Linked DNA regions of Mus musculus: all the other regions are linked to region 4. The links are chromatin contacts, called in public HiChIP or PLAC-seq maps. All regions are on one chromosome and are shown on one strand. The core of a region is the stretch at or near the end of the contact, and the rest is flanking DNA. Distances in the headings are between cores, read along the strand shown. Region 1 holds the start of Nr2f6 (nuclear receptor subfamily 2, group F, member 6). Region 2 holds the start of Tm6sf2 (transmembrane 6 superfamily member 2). Region 3 holds the start of Sugp1 (SURP and G patch domain containing 1). Region 4 holds the start of Gdf15 (growth differentiation factor 15). Region 5 overlaps Plvap (plasmalemma vesicle associated protein).

The links. HiChIP or PLAC-seq counts read pairs in DNA pulled down with a chosen protein or histone mark.
Region 1: a contact with region 4 is called in an HNF4G HiChIP or PLAC-seq map of pancreatic cancer cells. The contact joins the promoter of Nr2f6 here to the promoter of Gdf15 in region 4. A contact is called at or near these places in 3 of 39 promoter capture datasets (liver, neutrophils and pre-B cells), 1 of 15 datasets of contacts at CTCF or cohesin (embryonic stem cells) and 4 of 115 datasets of contacts at active chromatin or transcription factors (embryonic stem cells, pancreatic cancer cells and stem cell-derived neural progenitor cells).
Region 2: a contact with region 4 is called in an H3K4me3 HiChIP or PLAC-seq map of embryonic stem cells, with 7 read pairs. The contact joins the promoter of Tm6sf2 here to the promoter of Gdf15 in region 4. A contact is called at or near these places in 1 of 39 promoter capture datasets (liver) and 2 of 115 datasets of contacts at active chromatin or transcription factors (embryonic stem cells and pancreatic cancer cells).
Region 3: an H3K27ac HiChIP or PLAC-seq map of microglia shows a contact between it and region 4, with 4 times the contacts expected there. The contact joins the promoter of Sugp1 here to the promoter of Gdf15 in region 4. A contact is called at or near these places in 1 of 39 promoter capture datasets (cranial neural crest) and 1 of 115 datasets of contacts at active chromatin or transcription factors (microglia).
Region 5: a contact with region 4 is called in an HNF4G HiChIP or PLAC-seq map of pancreatic cancer cells. The contact joins the enhancer-like site here to the promoter of Gdf15 in region 4. A contact is called at or near these places in 4 of 39 promoter capture datasets (hippocampal neurons, neutrophils, pre-B cells and 1 more) and 2 of 115 datasets of contacts at active chromatin or transcription factors (embryonic stem cells and pancreatic cancer cells).

The regions. Positions count from the first base shown.
Region 1 is chr8:71,380,550-71,383,249 of GRCm38.p6, forward strand. It overlaps Nr2f6 (nuclear receptor subfamily 2, group F, member 6), which reads right to left and starts at 1,403. Exons shown (of 4, transcript NM_010150.2): 1 at 442-1,403. The coding sequence starts at 722.
Region 2 is chr8:70,071,521-70,074,220 of GRCm38.p6, forward strand. Tm6sf2 (transmembrane 6 superfamily member 2) reads left to right here and starts at 1,404. Exons shown (of 10, transcript NM_001293795.1): 1 at 1,404-1,569. The coding sequence starts at 1,475. It overlaps Sugp1 (SURP and G patch domain containing 1), which reads left to right. Exons shown (of 14, transcript NM_027481.3): 13 at 2-131; 14 at 286-827. The coding sequence ends at 312.
Region 3 is chr8:70,041,455-70,044,154 of GRCm38.p6, forward strand. Sugp1 (SURP and G patch domain containing 1) reads left to right here and starts at 1,333. Exons shown (of 14, transcript NM_027481.3): 1 at 1,333-1,626. The coding sequence starts at 1,593. It overlaps Mau2 (MAU2 sister chromatid cohesion factor), which reads right to left and starts at 1,280. Exons shown (of 19, transcript NM_001376946.1): 1 at 938-1,280. The coding sequence starts at 1,231.
Region 4 is chr8:70,630,652-70,633,351 of GRCm38.p6, forward strand. It overlaps Gdf15 (growth differentiation factor 15), which reads right to left and starts at 1,444. Exons shown (of 2, transcript NM_011819.3): 1 at 682-1,444. The coding sequence starts at 961. Gm34154 (a long non-coding RNA gene) reads left to right here and starts at 1,912. Exons shown (of 2, transcript XR_870495.2): 1 at 1,912-2,204.
Region 5 is chr8:71,495,247-71,497,946 of GRCm38.p6, forward strand. Plvap (plasmalemma vesicle associated protein) reads right to left here. Exons shown (of 6, transcript NM_032398.2): 6 at 2,507-2,700. It also overlaps a transcript of Gtpbp3 not described here. Among named protein-coding and RNA genes, the nearest start is that of Gtpbp3, 7.9 kb to the left of the region's middle. Within about 2 kb of position 1,350, at least 137 of the 459 cell types and tissues checked have an H3K27ac peak or open chromatin away from gene starts, as enhancers often do. A contact at or near this core is called in pancreatic cancer cells, where this site is marked.

The DNA.
Region 1 (2,700 bases), core at 153-2,652, 750 kb after region 4:
AGCTACCCATGCAAGGGCGACTTTGGAAGTGATATTTGACCCAAGGGCGCGCCGGATCGATCCGCGCGGCCGCAGACAATGGCCCCTGGACGCCGCCAGCCCCGCGGTGCGACTTGCACCTCTGATTCCCGCGAGGCACCACGCGTGACGGGCCCCCACGAGAAAGGGGGCACTGGGGGCTGGAAAGAGGGTCCTCACTCCTGACAGCACTCCCGAGCCCTCCCTGTCTAGCAGAACCAGCTCTCTCCAGAGCAGGAGGACAAGAGCAAAGACCACCTGCGCGGGGGAGGAGAGGGGGAGCACCTGCACGCATGTATCACCAACTCCACTAGGGCCGAACCCGTGGTCTGGGGCAGGAATGCGGGTGTGGGGAAGGTCAGCGCCAGGCCCAAGGTGACCGAGCAGGTCCGGGCCAGCTCGGTGGCCGCGCGTGGGGCTCACCGGCAGGTGTAGCTGAGATTGCGGCGGATGCTGCGCTTGAAGAAACTCTTGCAGCCCTCGCAGGTGAACACGCCGTAATGCTTTCCACTGGACTTGTCCCCGCACACCACGCAGTCCACCTGCAACCCCGGACGCTCCTCGTCGCCCGGCTCCGCGTCGCTGGTCGCCCCGGGAGGTGACGCCGAATCGTCCTCGGTCGCGCGTGGGTAGCTCCCACCAGCCTTGTCCACGCCGTTCGTGTCGCCTCCGGGGTCGCCCCAGCCACCGGTCACCATGGCCATAGCCCCGGAGACAGCGGGGCCGGTACGCCCCGGGACGAGTCCGTCCCCTCTGGGCACGCCTGGCGACCCGAGAGGGACCCGGCTACCCCGGGCGCATGCAGCCCGCGCTCTCGGGGGGCTCCGGTCGCACACCCCCCTGAAAAAAGTTTTGCGGCAACTTCCTGCGGCCGGTCCGCGCGCCAGGCAGGAACTGGTCGGGCCGGTTCCAGGCCAACTTTCCCACGCGTGCCCGCGGTCGACGGGGGCGCGCTAGAGGCGCGAGTCTGGGGCGCCCAGGTCCCGTGGTCCGGAGTCCTGGGGACCCGGTAGCGTCGCGGGGGCCATGGCCCGGCCCCGCCGCCCAGGCCAACTTAGTGGCTCACCATCCGAGCGCGCGCGGGCGCCCCCGAGCCCGGGGGGAAACTTTGGCCGCAAGTTACGCGGCGAGGGGGGAGGGGCGGCGGGAGCGCGCGTCGGAGACCCGGAGTCCCGCACGCCGCGCGCGCCCGGCCGTAATCGCAGAGGTCCAGGCGATAGAGCTGAGTGGAGAGTGCGACCCGCGGCCTTCCCTGGATCGTCTCCCCGCCGAGCGCTCGCGCGGCCGGCCTCGGCCTGCGCCTGGGCCCGAGCCTCGGCCTCGCCCTGGCGCTCGCCGCCGGCCCCGCGCTGCGGCCGGCCTGACACCCGCGTTCCATCGGCGCCGGCGGGGGCGGGGCGGGGGCGCGCGGCGCGGCCGGGGGCGGGCGCTCGTTGCCCCGGCGACGGCCGCCCTTATAAGGGCATGGGGTAGCCGCGCGCCGCCCGGAGCCGTGGGCCGGCGAGAGGGCGGGGCGGGGCGCGCAGCTGACCCTCCCCCACGCGGCCGCGCAGCCTTAACCCCTGCGAGTCCTGTCGGGGCATCGGGGAGCTCCGCGCGGCTCCCGGCAGCCGCGCCCCCCGGGGACATCTGCAGGGGGCACGCCCCCGCCGCTCAGGCGCGCGCCCCGCTTTGCTCTGCGCGGCTGCCAGCTGGAGCGGCCCCCTCCTCCCCAAAGTCTCCGCGGCCCGCCCCCGCCTCCGCCTCCGCCTCGCGCTCCGCTCCGGTGAACACCTGGTGTCCGGAGTCTGGGGGTGGGCGTCCGCGCTGTTAGGTCAAGGGGTCCCCCTCTCTCCTTTCAGGCTTCAAGGGTGGGAGAGGCTGGGCGTCAGTCGCCTCTCCGGCCGGAAGGCGTGCCAGTCCCGGGCTGTTGTCCGGGTCTCTCTTCATTTCCTTTCCTTTTTTTTTTTTTCTTCTTCTTCACAGAAAGGGTTTGGCCTGGTGACCGGCTGGGCCACAGATGTCTAGCCCCCCTCCCGTCCAGCCCCCCACGCCTAGAGCCTCCCAGCTGCCGCCACGCCCCTGCCCCCTCCAATTCTACTGGAGCAAGCATTTATTAAGCACCCTTTGTATGCAGGACCCCCCAGGGCACGGATTTATTAAGCTCCCTTCACATTTGAGGCCTAGATGGGATTGAGGCCTGACTCTAGGTCTGTTAACGTTTAACAGAGGGAAAAGTCCCTCTTGGGGTGACCTTTCACCCCTGAGTCAGAGTTCTGACGGCCAGGCCTGTTCTGCCTCCTATGCAGGCCTGGGTCCAGTATAGACACACCAGAGAACGCGGCCAACCTGGACAAGGTGCCCTCCCTTCTGTGCCTTGTGAAAATCATCCCACAAGATGAGCCCTCACATAAGGGGACTTAAAGGAACTGAGGTTCAGGTTTCCGCTAGCCATGTACACCCAGCCCTGTGCTGTTGGGTACCTAGAAGAATCCACCTGGATACCTTGTGAAAATACAAATACAGAAATCAGGAAGAACTAGAATCAGACTGGAGCAAGGACTTCCCAGGAATCTGATTAGAATCGACCCTGCTTTAGTGGTGACAAATCCTGGGTGACCCAGAAGATAAATCAGTTTAGGAGTCATAGTTGGTTGTTTGGGATGAGAACAGTCCTAGATTGGACTATTCTCGAGTCCTTGG
Region 2 (2,700 bases), core at 154-2,653, 560 kb before region 4:
GGGGTGCCACCACAATAGATGGAGCTGGCTTTGGCATCGACCGGCCAGCTGAACTCTCCAAGGAGGATGATGAGTACGAGGCCTTCCGCAAGAGGATGATGCTGGCCTACCGATTCCGGCCCAACCCGCTGGTGCGTGCCTCCCTGACTGCCTGTTAGTTTGAGAGAGATGACAAAACCCCTGCTGTAGCCCTCACAGGATGTCAGCTCTGCTGCCTGCAACGTTGTGGAGGGAGGACCTATAGTTTTCCACTAACACTCCTTTGATCTTTTTGGGCTTCCACAGAACAACCCCAGACGGCCCTACTACTGAATATTCTGGAAACACAAAGTCTACATTCAGATCGGCCATCCTTGGACTATGAAATGTTCTGGCATCCATCTCTATCCTGTGGTCACAAGTGTTGTGCTGTGTATTAAAGTCCCAATGCTCACCTGTCCAGCATTCCAGTTCCTGCTGTTGCCAGAAACCTCTTTTGTCCCTCCTCCAGTCCCACTGAGGCTCATTGAGTTCACAGTAACTGGAGACCAGCCAGTTGATTCAGACTTTACCCCAGGCAGAGGAAAAAGAGGCTTCCAAACACTTCATGATATGTGCATGGGCTGGTGTGGACTGGGCACAGCTGGAGTATGGGTAGGGCCTGTCTAGAGGCAGAGGCCTGGGCTGTCTCATGTATTGCTCACTGCATAGCTGCAAGAGCCCAGCTGGAGCCCGTGATGGTCAATCTTTGCAGCTTCATCCCATTTGTGCTGCCCTGGATCCTCCCCAGACCTCTCCAGCTAGTCAAAGTCCTCAAGAGAATAAGAATGATAAATCTGAGTACTCCAGTCTTGCTCCTCTGGTCTTCCATCTCCCCAATGTTTCCCTCTCCCAAGATCTGGTTGGGCATGACACAAAAGGTCCTAGAGTTGGCAGAGCTGAGTAGTGGGAGTGTGGCCAGGGGCTGGACTGCAGTGTGTACAAGTTGTGAGTGTAGGGCCTGGGGGCGGGGCCATGTAGAGCGTGGCTGCACTCTTGAGCTAATGCCTGTGAGTAGGGCTAGGAGAGGTGAATGGGTCTTAGGTAAGGGACTATTGTGGACTCGGTAAAGGGAAGTCTCTACAGTTCAGCCCCACAGGTGACTAGGGTATGGGGGCGGAGTTATAAGCTGGGTAGAGGTAAGGGGGCATGGCTGCAGATGTGGGACGGCTGAAAACTGGGAAAGGACGCTGTGCAATGGATAAAAGGACTGAGAAAGGGAGCTTATGGGCGGAGTCTCCTGATAGTAGGGCGGCACTCCCCACCCACCCCCTCCGCATACTGGCCAAGAACCTCAACACAGGAAAGGGTGGTGACCAGCTCCTGCGCGGGGCGACCTTTGCGCGCGGGGGGGGGGGGGGGGGCAGGCAGGTTCCTGGCAACTCAGAGCTCTGACGCGCTGCGGTCACGGAGCCAAGCGTCCTGGAGGCCTCGCCGGGGTCGGGGTGCCGCTGCCATGGACATCCCGCCCCTAGCCGGCAGGACTGTGGCAATGTCATTCTGCGCCCTGCCAGTGTCCTACCTACTCAATCAAGTTTCGGCGTTCTCACAGTGCGTTTTCGTCCATGAGGACCATGGGGCTGGAGGGAGGATGAGGGGTAGCAAAATCCCATAGGATGGGAGCTGGGCCGGGGGAACGCCATTGCAAGCAGAAATCCCTCTCCAGCCGCGCTGTCAGGAAGATGAAGTTGTAAGTTTCTGGGGAAAGGTGATGTGGAGCCATAGTGGGTTGTGGCATTTACGAGTATTCCAGGGATGTATGCTGTGCCAGTTCCAAAGTCACCCAGGGTCAAAGTATTTTCCTAGATAAAGCCCAACTCACCCAACTTCCCTGGTACGCATGCCCTGTACCATCGTCTCTGTCTCAGGCCTAGAGTTAACTCCCCCTACAAGCAATGAGCACCCTGTCCCTGACTTCTATCTTCAGATAGACCCCGGAGGTCCAGCAATCCCCTCACTCCAAAGCTCAGTTAACTCAAACAGTGGGATAGAGAGGGCCTTAGCCATAGGTCTGACTCCCTGGTACCTGTCTCCTGAGAGTCTGAGTGAGCCAAGTGCCCTTTGGGAGCCCAGGTCTCTTTATCTATCTGGGTTTCACTATCGTCATGGGTGAGGATCACAAGTTCTGTGCAGTGTCAAGATTAGTGTTGGCATTTTGGTTAAGTAAAACCAGGATGGAGTTTATGAAATGTGGGCCTGGGTAGTTTAGGAGAATTGAACAAAAACTGGCTGTGTGGCACCAGACAGGTGGATTCCCCTCTCTGGGTTTTGGTTTGTTTGTCCAGCTGTGTTAAGGGAAGCCCAGAGACCTGGCTTGTGTTATCTATGCAGCTAGCTGAACTGTCTTATCAGACTGTATAACTTCGGTGTAACTGAGCAAGAATAGGGAAGTGCAGTTGGAGACATTTGGACTTTAGTTGAGAGAAACTGGGAGCCTCAAGAAAATACTAGATTCCCTCCCATCAGAGTCCAACCACATGAAGGGTGAGGCTCAATGAGTGACCTGGCAAATCCAAAGGAATGAGTATTAGCTAATGATGAAACACAGAGATAGGGAAATCAGAGAGGGCTTCCAGTGGGAGCAATATGGATAAGCCTTGAAGTATGAGTAGGAGTTTGCCAAGTAGAAAACCTAACCAAGAAACCACTGATGGAGAAGTCAGGTCTCATTCTCCTTTGCTG
Region 3 (2,700 bases), core at 83-2,582, 590 kb before region 4:
CACGACAACCCCCCCCAACACAAAAACAAACAAAAAACCCAAACTTCACACAGTGTGGTCTTTGCTAAATCACTTTACTTAGCTAAGCCTATACGGTTTCACTCTTGAAATAAGGAAGTTTATTGGTTCAGTGAGGATTAGAAGCTCTAACTATGCACAGTGTGGGAAACAAGAATTTTGATCCCCTCCTGAAGGCAATTTACTAGACTGTCTGCAGGTCAGAACATTAAACATCTGAATAGTCAAGGAAACAAAGATAGGAAAATGGCAAAAAAGAGGCGGAGGTGTGGAAGAGACACAGTTGCCATGAGAAGAAACAAGTCTTACTGAGAAGCTGAATGACAGCTACCTCTTGAAATTCTGTGAAGCACCAAGACGTCACAAATCAAGTTGGAGGCGGAGTGGGGACTCTTTCAAAGATGGACCATTTCGTGGTGGGAGAAGAAGCCACCAACAGTGAGACTGACCTCCAGACCCCCGAGGTGCAAGTGACTCTAGAAGCTACTTTCTGCACTTCAGGTCCTCACAAGGCAACAACGTTCAACAAGAGGCTGAAGGCCTCACCTTCCCCAATATCCATGCCACAAGGATCTGGGACTCCAGACCTAGACACCTGACTGTCAGAAGTCCTGGACTTTCAGATTTCCTGCGACCTCGCTTTCACACGTCAGGGAGCTCGCATCTCTTCCTTAGGTAGGTGCTTCTAGGCTGACGCTCTGGGTCCTGTTCCCGCGGCCACCCGACTAGGAGGGTCCCCGATGCAAGCACCAAGTAGCTGAAGAGGGACAACTTTCCCGGTTCCCGGGTGAGAGGGCGTGGCGGAGCCGCGTCTGTCACCGCAGGTGAGGGCGAGGCCTTCGGAAGTCCCAAGCCCGACGAGGCGGAGAGGATCGAGTCCCCGGTACCCGCGGCCCGCCCGCCTGGCCCGCACACTCACCGCCTTCTCCAGGTGGCTGCGCGCCTGCTCGCTGTTCTTCGTGTGGTGGTAAAGCACCGAGCCGAGCTGCAGGTGCGTCCGGGCCTCGATCCGCTGAGGCGGCTTGAAGGGGAACACGGCCTGCAGGCAATGAACGCACAAGCGGATCTTGGGCGGGCTAGATGTTCGGAAGTGCTCGGCGAAACCCAGGAGAGCCAGATACCACGACTCGGCTGCCTCGGCCTGTGCGGCCTGTGCGGCGGCAGCCTGAGCTGCAGCCGCCGCCTGCGCCGCAGCCGCCGCCTGTGCCGCCATCTTGGCCCGCACAACAACAAGCCGCCTCCACAGAGAGGCGGAAGCACCTTGAGGGGCGGGGCCTGGCGACCCGCAATTCTCGCGAGAACTGCTACGCAAGGACTTCTGGGTCTTATGGTGTGTGTTCGAAGTGGCTCCGACTGAGGAAGACTCTGAGGAGAGGATGATACCTCTGCATCATCGTAACTGAGAGTAATACACGTTCGTGAACTGACGCCGGCGTTTCTGTGGAGAAGACGCCCGGTGTCCTAGAAGGGGGTTGGACGAGATTGTCGGAGAAGGACTACATTTACCATCAGACCAAGCGCACTATAACAGAGCCTCCCTCTTCTCAGGTGGCGCCGGAGCATTGTGGGATTGGATGAGTCTCAAGATGGACAACCGGGATGTTGCAGGTAACATCCCCCGACTTCCCTTCGCCGCCCGCCTGGGTTCTCGCGACTGCACGTCTCCTGTTCACCCTACTTTCTGTCACGGACCTGACACGCGGACTTCTCGCCTCAGCCCCAGGGAAACTTACAGTAACGTTGCGTGTGCCCTTCTCTGGTCTGCCGAGACCCCAGACTCGGGTTCGCCCCCCAACCCCCGCCCGTGGCTGAGGAGCGCTCCTGGTCTCCCTCAAAGGCCTGGGCGCCGGGTGGGAACCGCATGGGCTTTCCCAATAAACTGCTCTCGGGCCGGTGGCATCCACAGCGGACAGCCTGGGACATCCCTCCTGCCCCTCCGGTCCCCTTTGGCTTGGGTCCTGCCTTGTGGGAAATGTGCGTTTCCGAACTGCACTGGGTCAGCCAGGGCGGTTTCCCACGGTTACGGGTTTAGCTCTCCCTGTGCCCCTAGGATGAAATGCATTTGCCCATTCACCATATGCTTCCACACTTGCTGGGTGCCAAACGCTGTGCTAAGCTTGCGTGTCAGTGCACCTGGAAGCAAATTTTGCAAAGAACTAGTTCTCGTGACGTGAGGTTGGATGCTGCTAATATATTGAAGGTCAGGGAAGGCTTAACAGTTTTTAAAAATCCATTTGTCTTTATGTCTTTGTGTGTGAGTACCTGGAGCTGGAGTTATAGTAGGCCACCTGGATGTTTGCTTGGATTCTCTGGAAGAGTGACAAGCACTCTTAACCTCTGAGCCATCTCTCTGGCTCCATGAAAAGTCTTTCTTGAGTACAAGATGTTCCATATGAGTAGATGCTGTCTATAGGAAGGCAGAGGTTTCACCACAGAGGCTGGATAGGCCTCAGAGTGGACTAGGATTGTCTCCTTGGAGATTGTTATGAATGAAATGGAAATAATTAGGGGTGTCAACTCTGGTAGTGTCTAGGGAGTCAGTTTTGCTTTCAACATTTAGAATTTAAGGGCTGACGAGATGGTGGTAGTTAAAATGCTTGTTGCCCAAGAGTGAGGACCTGGCTCCCCATCTTCAGTACTCATGTAAAAAAGCCAGATGTACTGTTGTGTGCCTGAAAGCAC
Region 4 (2,700 bases), core at 194-2,693:
TCGACCTGGGCTACAAATAAAATTTGGGGAGGTTCTCACTCTGTAGTCCCAGCTGGCCTTGAACTCAAGGCAATTCTGCTTCAACCCCCGGAGTAGTTAGGATGGCAGACATGCGCCACCACATCCAAGTGTAGCTTTGCAGATCTTTAGGGAGAGCTACAGTTCGCTTGGATTCACACAACCCTAGCGGATTTGTAAGGGGGCGTGACCCAAATCAGCCTGGGCCCGCCCTCAGCCCTGCTGGGTCCCAGAGCTGAGTCCAGTCCCCTGGATCCTCCTCCCTCCCATCCAAGCGACTGTCACTTGTTACTGTAGCAGTCTCTTTACAAGCGATTGCGTCAGATTTCCGATCCAGTTCCCGCAGGTTCTTTCCGTTTGGCTCCCAACCTGGCTCCTGTCCCTCCCTCTTCCCTCCAGGACCCTCTAACCTTCCCCCATGTCCTCCCCAACTCGAGTGCTGTGCATCTCCAGGAGCGACCTTGACCTCTCTGGACATCATTTGTCCAGCTCCGGTCTAGGGACGGTCATCCGTCCTACTCTGGCTGAGCCCGCTGCTGGCAGCTCCAGAGGTCACAGCAGGGGAAACTGAGTCTCGGAAGCTGGGCTGGGCTCGTGGACTTGAGTGTGTTGGTTGGAGCTTGGAGAGGGTGTTCCTGAAGTGGGTCCCTGGTTGCTACTCACCCTCTGGACTGAGTATCCGGACAGCTGGGTCAGGACTTGGTTCTGAGTTCGAGTCCTCTCGGCTCTGGTTGGCATGCAGCCGGCTCAGCAGGTCCTGGAAGCGACCCCGTAGCTCGTCGGCGTTGAGTTGGGACTCAGGGCCGGAGGGTCGCTGTTCAGGCATTGCCAGGGCGTCCCCCTGCGATGGCCATGACAGCAGCAGCAGCAACAGCAGCAGGAACAGCAGGAACCTCAGTTGAGAGCCGCCTGGAGGCTGGGCCTGGAGCGCGGGCGGGGCCATGTCGCTTGTGTCCTGAGTGTGTCTTTGAGTTAAGCCCTCTGCAGCTGCCTTTATACCCACTGGACTCTGTCCGCTCCGCCCCCGTGTGCGATGCCAACTCGGGTGACCAGGCTAATTCGGGCGGGAATCCCAGGGCTCCGCAGGGGGAGGGGGTGGGAGGGAGGGAAACCGCCGGGCTGGGACCTGAGTGAGGGCTGATCGTCCCCACAGAACATGTGATGGAGTCCAGACTGAAGTTCAAGTGGCTTCTTCCTTCCTCTTGGGACCAGGACTCTCTCCCTCTCTCTTTCCTCCTCTCTCCCTCCCTCCTCCCTCCACCCCCATCAAAGGTGAAGCCAAGGAAAACCTAGAAAAGGCAAGTTCAGGCAAGTCACCCCTATGCCTCAGTGTCCCAGGAGTAGACATTACAGCCGTGCCCAAATGGGCTGGGACATAAGGACAAATCAGGGACTGCACCTCTTCGGTGTCCTCTGTGGGACTCCTACCAATCCTTCAAAACCCTGTACGAACAGTTGTCGCTTCAGGAACCAGATTTACCTTTCAGGATGACTGGATGCTCACACGTGCCCTGCCCTGTGCCTGCCTCAGTATCCCCAGACCAGGGGTTCCTCTTGGGAATGGAGGGAAGAGGAAATCTGCTGCGGGCCTCCTTCCAAACAGGAGGCGGCAGGTGGCTGGAGGGGGTGGGCAGTTCGTCTCAGGCTCAGATAGAAGATGGAGGAGGAGGATGAAGGTGCCAGGAGCCCCATCCACGGTCAGCCTGGGCCCTGAAAGGGTAGTGGCTGTAGTTAGGGCCTCTGGGGAAGACAGGAGTGAGCAAGGAGGGGCACCAGGTGTCATCAAGGGCTCCTGCTGGGGTCCCTCCCAGTATTTACATACTGCTGGGTGGCCTCTGACCTGTGGGGTCACTCCAGGTTAATGACTGACTAGGGTTACTCCATGTCCCCCTGTGAAGACAAGGTAGGTGCATGGTAAGTCTTCACCCGCCATCTCCTTTGTCCAAGACCAGGATGACCCCCAGAACCCTCCCCAAACTGATTCCAGACCACTCCTCCTCAGATCCAAGCCCCACCCCTGATGCACTGCCCAGAACTACCTGTTTGCTCCAGGACCCTTTGCCTACGGGGGTGACTCTTAAAGATCAATGTGGAGAGAGGTGGCACCGCCCTTGGGATCGCAGCTGTGGGCAGTTTTGAGGTATCTGCACTCTGTGAGGAGGCACAGCATGGTGGCCACCTGGCCGGTGAGAGTGGGGTTCTGGGATTATGTTCATCTCTGACCGTTTTCCCCCAAATTTAAGTCTCAGAGTTGGATTCTCTGCCCTGGGCGAGCTGCTGATCTCCGAATCATATCCCAGAGGATAATACTGCAGTCTTCTGGTCCCAGGCCAGCCATTGAGCCTCAGTTTCTCTTTCTGTGAAAGGCTGCTGTGGTCTACATCGTCAGGGTAGGGGTACAGCGGGGGCCGGGGGTGCACGCTACAAATTGAGGGACTATCCCGCGGTCCCATGTGACCTTGGACAAGTTTCTCAGCCTCTCTGCGCTGCAGAGCAAAGGCCAAGGATCAGGATACAGCTGTCTTGCTGCGTGAGATGAGAGGTTGAGACAGGACCATCATGGGTCACAGGTGGGGAAACTGAGGCTGGGGACGGCCCAAAGTCTCTTGGGATGCAGATGGCTTCGTAGATATGGAGCTCGGGAGTGGGCCGAGCAGCTGCCCACTCCCACACGGGGAGCCC
Region 5 (2,700 bases), core at 100-2,599, 860 kb after region 4:
CCTGTCTTGAAAAAAAGGGGAAGGGTCCCGAGCTCCCAGGAGGAGCCATGGCGCCTCAAGCTGGGCGGGGCCGCCCCTCTGGGCAGCTCGCCCGATGTAGGCCACTTGCCTCGGGGCTGGCACACAGCTGCATGGAGGCCTTGGCCGCAGTCCCTTTTTTCCAAGAAGGGTGAGGAGTTTGTGGGAAGCGACGGGGGGGGGGGGGGTTATTTATAGAGAACGCAGGAAATCCCCAAAGAGTCAGGGCCTCACCCAGCGGAGGCAGTCGGACCGGGCACTTGGCCCCCTTCCGCCCCGGAGCCCTGCCTGGGGCCTGGGAGCCTGGATGAGACTAGGGGCCGAAGGGAATCCAGAAAAGCTGCCTGGAGGAGGGGTCTGGGCAGATAAAACTGAGCCAAGCCCCTACCCCATGGTGTTTGTGTGTGTGTGTGATGTTATCATACACGTGGGTGTGGGGATTCTAGGGGACATACTGGCCAGAAAAGGACACAGGTCAGGTCTCAATTCTGTATCCAGTGTTTAGCATCCTCCTCTCTCTGCCCACAGTGCTAGGGTTACAGGTGCACAACTATACCCTGCTTTTATATTGGCAATTGAGACTCAGTTTCTCCTCTTTCAGCAACAAGTACTCTCACCCAGGGAGCTAGGCAAGGAAAAGCATAGCCAGGCATGTTAGTGCGCCAGCGATCCCAGCATTGTAGAGGCAGGAGGATCTCTGAGTTGGAGGCCAGCCAGGCTATGTAGCGAGCCTCTTGTCTCAAAACGAAACAAATGAACACAAATGAAGCAAATAAACTTTGTTCACCCTTAAGTCCTGATCAGATATTCTGAGAGCAGCCAGGGCTGAACCCTGTCTGTAAGCTGCCAAAGGGGCTGAGAAACTAGGCTGTAGGGTAATGGGGAGCCATGAAGGATGTGTGACCAACAGAGGGCGGGTTCAGAATCCATGATGAAGAGGACTGTGCCAGTATAGGACCCTCCTGAGGCAGCGCTGGGGGCAGGCTTTTGTTTTCTCATGTCAGCAATGTAGGCCTCTCTGCCTGGACACTTCAGATTCATTATCACAACCACTGTGGTTGTTAGAGGTGGGTTCTTACTGTGTAGCCCAGACTGGCCTGGAACTCTTGGGTTTAAGCAATCCTTCTGCCTCCCAATCATGTTAGCTGAGAGTACAGATTTGAAACATGGTGTCTGGGAAGAGAAAACAAAGGCTGAGTTTGATCACCATCTGCACCCAGGCCAGTGGCTATCAGACCTTCAGTCAGGTCGACTTCATCCCAGAGCTCAGGCGCAGGTCCAGGGCCCGCCCCAATTCCTTGGGGCCTTCATCCCAGCCATCCAGGCAGCCTCCCAGGCTGACCCCTGGTGGCCTGGTTGGCGGGGCTCCAGCCGAGTGCTTCCTGCAGTGACAGGCTCTGGCCCATATTTCCGGATCCAGGAAATATCGCCGCTTTGTCCCCAAGGCAGAGTGTGGCACACAGGCTGTGTGATTCACCTCCTGCTCCCACAGGGGCCAACGCTGGAGGGAGCAGCCGCCTTCTGCCTTCATGTTTGTCTGCTTTTCCCTCGATGGCTCCAGCTTGCTGCTGGGATTCAAGGACAGCTGGGCTGGACATTAGAGGGCTGCCCTTGCCCTTCAGTCCCCTGCCTCAGCCTCCCCACCAGGGACAGACCTGTTTCACCACGCTGGGCTTCATTCTGTTGCATGTTGTTTCTGTAAGGGCTACTATTTTTTTTTTTTTAAATCTGTACCAACCTGAGGAGATGCATCTTTCAATATGTTTGCACCAGAAGGCAATAGGATAGCTTTTCATTTTTATTTAGTCCTGATGGTTGAAACAGGGTCTCCTGTAGCCCAGGCTGGCCTTGTAGTCCCAATCCTCCTGCCTCAGCCTCTTCAGGTCTGGAATAACACCACACCCAGTTTATGTGGTGCTGGAGATGGAGTCCAGGGTGTCATTCATGCAACACAAGCACTCTACCCACTGAGCCACAGGGTTGGGCTGAAAGGTGCATGCCACCCGCCACAGCTGCCATCTATTCATTTAAAGATTCTATGTTACCTTGATTGCACCACCTGCATGTGTGCTGCCTCTGGAGTTCAAGAGAGGGCATCAGATCCCCTGCATGTAGTTGTAAGTTGCCATGTTAATGCTGGGAACCAAACCCAGATCCTCTCTAGGAGCAGTCAGTACCTAACCTGCTGAGCTGTCTCACCAGTCCCCACTGAGCATGAGAGTCATCACTGTCCTCAGGAGGCTGAGGTAGTGAGATCCAGAATTCAAAGCCAACTTGGCATGCATAATGTGACCTTGTTTACAGAATAAAAACATAAATAGAAACCAGCCAGGTGGTGGTGGTACATACCTTTGATCCCAGCCCTTGGGAGGCCAAGACAGGCATATCTCTGAGTTCGAGGCCAACCTGGTATACAGAGTGAGTTTCAGGATGGCCAGAGGTACAGAGGGAAACTCTGGCTTAAAACAAACAAACACACACAAACAAATACAAACCAGTCTTCAAAGGACTTTCATATTTATTATGTGCCAGTAATATCTTTAGGGGGCTACAAGCAAAAGCCTCCCTCTAGGGCTCTAAGATCCACCCGGAACGCTCATCTACAATTGAGGCCCTTCCTTGTGAGGAGGAGGGGAACCAGCGGACTCTGGAAAAGACTTTAAAACCTAATGGGAATCCTGT